Linked DNA regions of Mus musculus: region 2 is linked to region 1. A link is a contact called in public HiChIP or PLAC-seq data. All regions are on one chromosome and are shown on one strand. The core of a region is the stretch at or near the end of the contact, and the rest is flanking DNA. Distances in the headings are between cores, read along the strand shown.

The links. HiChIP or PLAC-seq counts read pairs in DNA pulled down with a chosen protein or histone mark.
Region 2: a contact with region 1 is called in a FOXA1 HiChIP or PLAC-seq map of pancreatic cancer cells. The contact joins two enhancer-like sites. A contact is called at or near these places in 1 of 115 datasets of contacts at active chromatin or transcription factors (pancreatic cancer cells) and 1 of 9 other capture datasets (embryonic stem cells).

What each region holds. Positions count from the first base shown.
Region 1 is chr7:113,146,646-113,149,308 of GRCm38.p6, reverse strand. No RefSeq gene overlaps it. Among named protein-coding and RNA genes, the nearest start is that of Gm33659, 3.6 kb to the left of the region's middle. Within about 2 kb of position 1,353, at least 142 of the 459 cell types and tissues checked have an H3K27ac peak or open chromatin away from gene starts, as enhancers often do. A contact at or near this core is called in pancreatic cancer cells, where this site is marked.
Region 2 is chr7:113,733,695-113,736,357 of GRCm38.p6, reverse strand. No RefSeq gene overlaps it. Among named protein-coding and RNA genes, the nearest start is that of Gm5600, 24 kb to the right of the region's middle. Within about 2 kb of position 1,292, at least 6 of the 459 cell types and tissues checked have an H3K27ac peak or open chromatin away from gene starts, as enhancers often do. A contact at or near this core is called in pancreatic cancer cells, where this site is marked.

The DNA.
Region 1 (2,663 bases), core at 104-2,603:
GCTGTCATTCAGCTCTCCATTCCCAAAGGGCCCCAGGCTCCCAGGTAGCTGACATCACCAGCCTGCACCAAGCTTAGCCAGGAAGACAGGTCTTAAACCATGTCTGACTCATGAAGGAAGCCAGCAAAGGACCTAGATCAAGTCTACAAGACCATTCCATCCTGCCCTCCGGTACATGGCATGTGTTCATCAGAAGAGGAGAGAAGGGACAAAGAGGGAGAAGAAAGGAAAAGAAAGGGGAAGACACCCAATAGGATGCAGAATTCAGCCTTCTTGAACTCCTGCAAGACTAGTAACATAACAGCATTATGGAAGTGTTTTAGAAGAGGATTCTGGGAAGGAACCTCTGTTTCAAAGGCAGCTCACTAACGTGACTCATCAAACCACCGTGAGCCATGGAGAGATGCTTGAGAGAGCAGGCGCCTCTCTGAGGAAAAGTGCGTACTCCAGTGGTAGACTCGCTCACCCAAGGCTGACACACTTCCCTGGAAGAACAAGTTAGCAAATGGTGATTATTTCAAGTCACCCACACCCAAGAGACACCTTCTCGGTATGTGGTTGTCCTTAAGGGACATCATTAAACTCTGGTGTTCTGTAGCCCAGTTGGTCATCAGATAAATCATCAGATTTCCTTGGAGGAATATCTTTTGTTTTTTGATTTTTAAAAAAAATAGACAATGTGTGTGAATATGTATGTATGTATGTATGTATATGTGTATGTGCATGTCTGCGTGTGTGTTTGTGTGTGTGTGTGTACAGATGGGGTGTGTGCACATGTATGAATGTTTTCCTGCCTTCCTTTTTTCTTTCATATATACTTTTTATCTTTTGAGACGGTACCTCAGAGCACAACACAAGCTGGATTTGGACTTCGGATCCCCTTGCCTCAGCCTCCCAAGTGCTGAGATTACAGACATGCCCCATTGCCCAAGGCCTTGCATGAATGTACTCTGGTTGTCTTGCTGTCTGCCTCTCTCCGGGACAGAAACTCTTCTAGAAGCCCTTTTTGAGGTCAGGCAGGCCAGCTGTGTCTTGTGGATTTTTGTACCGCAGACAGGAAGGTCTCCATCTGGCTTGTTAATGACAACCACATTTTCAAAACCTCAGACTGGGGCCCAGTGTCTGACCAAGGCTGGGCTTCTACTTCATGAATATAATCATGTGCTCTTTTCACTAAGGGATAGAATGACATCACTTGTCATTAGCCTTTTGCAGAGAATTGTGACAGGATGTTGGGACCACCAAGAACTCAGTGACAAGTGCCTTTGGAACTCCCTTCCAGAGACAGTGATTTGGGAAGCTGGTGCAGTCCTGACTCAGGCACGAAGCTTCTATGCCTCACAGACCGAAGCAGCCTGGGCGACTCGGCATAGCTTAGGGTCCACTGTGGCTAATGAGCTCACTCTTGGGCTGCCGGCCCGGCCCGCCGGTCTGCTGCAAGCTGCCAGCGTCTCAAGCTGTGAATCAGCCTAGGCTGACACTTGATTCAGCATGGCCAAGGAACCTTGGGAACCTCCCCAAACCTGAGCACTTTAGTCCAGAGCTGGAGAGTCACAGGGAAGTCTACCCACCCCAACCTTCCTCTGCCTCCCAGCTACCCTGCTCTTCTGAGAGATTAGAATCCCTGCCATTGTTCTGAAACCCTTAGTTCCACCCACGGTGGCCCTGCCCTGTTGAGGAGGCTGTGGGCTTTGGAAAGGATTCACAAGCGCGCACACACACACACACACACACACACACACACACACACACACACTGTTTCTTTGAGATCCCACTGAATTAAGCTCCTTTGTCCTTCACTTAATTCCAGGGGAGTTAGTCAGCATTAATGGGGTGGTATCTCGAGCTACTTCCCTTTCTGCCTGGAAGTCCACCCACAAGCTTCTTCCAAACGCCACAGGTTTTGTGCCTATTTGTTCTGTGAGTTAACTCTTAAAGGACCTCACAGGAAGAAGAGAAGGCAGCGATGCTCTGAGGGCCCTCATCAGGACCACTGCACATTTTATCCATTGACTCTTTACTGCTGGTGCTGAGGTAGAAATTATTATGCCATTTTCTCGATAAAGAAGCTGAGGCCAGATAAACTATGTTCTCTCCTCCACTCAAGGTCACAGAATTGAGAGTGGATCCTATAATCAACTGAATCCTTACGCACAGGTCCTTAATGTCTAATAATTTGATACCACCAAGTTGGCAAAAGTGTTGTCTGAGGATATCTGTTTCTCAAGTGGCTTTGGCTTAATTTTCCTTAGCATACATTGATTGATTGATTGTATTAGTTGGGGGAAGGTTTTGTGCCACAATAAGGGTGTGGAGACCAGGGGACAACTTTCAAGAATCAGTTATTTCTCTCTACAAAGAGGCTCTCACGGATCCAACTCAGGTGCTCAGGCTTGTCAGCAAGTGCTAATTTTTAATTTTAATTTCCTCCCCAAACCCGTCATTTTAGGAAAGCTGTTGACTCAGTAGCCCTGTTCTCAGTCACAGAGTAACATTTTGTGCCGTGATGACACATGGCACAAACTTCAGGAAGGGTGCGGTCACCCGTGTGACCGAGCTACATGTCAGCCTGGAGACGGGGAGAAAGCTCAGAATTGGCCCACTACTGCCTCTTCTTGTGGTCCTCAAGCTTGCAGTGTCTGTCTGCCATGCTGGTGCTGCCT
Region 2 (2,663 bases), core at 43-2,542, 590 kb before region 1:
TTTAGAAGGAGAGGAAGCTGACCAGAGAAAGTTCTTACCTAGGCCTTGACCCTGGAGCTGGTCCCAGGGGGAGAGCTAACATTTCAGATAAAGACCCAAAGGGCAGAGCACTCTGAGCCAGGCCAGCCAAGTCTGCTGAGCCAGTTGCCATTTTACATATTGAGAAAATAAAATCAGCAAACAGTAAAACAGCCGAAGTTGCTATTTTTCTTTCATCCAAGAGCTCTCAACACAGAGACTGTCCTTAGAGGCCCAAAGACAAATGGAATTGCTTAGCCTGAAGATGGTTGCTTTCACGGACCAATGGAAACCATAAAAGCCAAGACACAAAATGTTACTTGTGCATTTGACCCAGATACCATTCTTTACTGGGAAGAACAGGAAAAGAGCTGTGGCTTTCTGAGAAGGGCATCTCCTTTGTCTCCGCCTCATGTTGCCCCTCCTCTCAGTGAGAACAGTGAGATGGCAAAATTTCTCAGCTCAGTCATAAAGAGTCTCTTAAAAACTAGTCCTTCATTTTTTTTTAAAGCTCAAAATCAATAGAAGAAATCACACAAAGATCAATACTTTCAACTCCATAAAAATTAAAAAGTACTCTATGTCAAAATTCCACACAACCCAAATTTAAGGCCGACAGTAAATAGAGAAAAATACTCACTACAGTGGAATTCAATTTAATTCAGTTCGACACATGTCTGTTGTGCTCCCTCAGGTAATGAGAATGGTTAAGTATTGTCGGGAGTGTGGGGAGCTGCCAACCTCAGGACACAGGGAAGGGGACAAGGAGACTGACCTTCCCAGTGTCACTGTCAGTGACAGGGCTATGCAGGATGTAGAAGCACCCCAGGAGAAAGACAAGAAAGTGTACCTGAGGTTGTGGTAGGGCTTGACTCTGAACTGCAAGCCCACATTTTGAGTGATTATGTCCCAGCCAGTGGTACTATTTAGAAACCACATTGAATCCTTATGACCTGGCAGAAGTGAGTCACTGGGGCTGGGCTTTGAAGGTTATAGCCCAACTCTTGTTCCCAAGGGTTCTTTCTGTTTCTTGGTTCATCATGATGTAAACAGCCTTCCATGCTTTACAATACAGGAATCCTTCAAAAGTTCCACCTGAAGTACTTTCTCCCTGTACTCTTTGCTTTCTGTCAACTTGGCACAAGTTGGGGTCATCTCAGAGGAGGGAACCTCAACTGAGCAAATGTCTCCATCAGATTGACTTGTGTGGGGCTTTTTCTTGATTGATGATTGATGTGTGAGGCCCTGCCCACTCTGAGTGGCTCCACCCTGGGCAGATAGTCCTGGGAGGTATAGAGTAGCTAACCATGAGCCCTAAGAGAAAGCCAACAGTCACCATGTCCCCAAGGCCTCTGCTTCAGTTCCTGGCTTCAGGTTCTTGCCTTGACTTCCTGCCCCGAGTTTCCTCCATGATGGACTGTAAGCTTTGAGATTAAATTAACCCTTTCCTCCCCACATCACTTTTGATCGTGGTATTTACCACAGCAATAGAAAGCCAGCAAAGAGGTCCCTTTACCAGTTTCCTCCGAGCATCTTGCAGCACAAAAGCATCTCATGCTGTTAGCCTGGATTTCAGAAAAAGCTCCCTGAAGATACTTCCTTAGTCCTGATAAAAGCTGAGCAGGCAGGATCCAAGGCAACAAGAAGAGGGCACACAGAACCGCGACTGAAACAGATAAAGACAAGGGGGCATGAACACCGTGGTGTGCGTGGGTTGATGGAGATGGCAGAGTATGTCATACAACACTGGGAGTGCTGGAGACAAGGCTGCCCACCTAAACAGGACTAATTCATAGAAAATTTCACTCTGTCCTGTAGCTGATGGGCAGCCATGAGAGGTTCTGATTTGCTAGTAAACCATTTTCTTGCCTTTGGACATACGTTTTAAACCCACCAACAAGGAGCTTTGTAAGTAGGTGCTTAGAATTAAAGGTTTTAATGGCAAAGGGGGAATGTGGTCTTTGCTAGCTGACTTCCTCACTGAGGACACGGTGGAGTTGGGACATCACAGGTGCACAGCAGAGAGGCAAGGGAAGTAGTACTGTCCGTGTGGCAGCTACAATGACAACAAGAACAGACTCTGCTCCTACCCTTAAATATGCTCAAGGAAGGTGACCTTGAGAAAAGCAAAATGACATTTGGCCTGCTTTTATGTGTCAGTGGGAAAAGTACACCATATGGAAACCAAAGAGAGGCCTTTCTGCTTTAAAAAAAAATTATTCTAATTCCCTGCATATTTTATGCAGGGAAAAGAACTAAATTAAAATGAGTAAGAATAGCCTACAAGATCCTTAATTGATAAGGAAAGAAGAGCTCATTTAGTTAGTGGCTGTCTTGAATAATATCTACCGGAAAGGGTGTAATCTAAAGATGCCTGCGGATCAAGACAGAAAGAACCCGAGAAATAAGGCAGCAGTCAAGAAGAATTCCATAAATTAAATCATAGTTTGAAAGGATGAAGTCATGTTAACGCTCATTACCATATTTTAATTTCATGGTGATTAAAATTATAATGTAGCATGTATTGCCACTTAATTGATCTGCCAACACCAAGTATTTGCAAGTTTCTTTTTGTTCTCTGAAGTCATAAACTATCTATTCTCTGCTGCATAATTTCAGGGGTAATTTTAAACCATAAATATTTC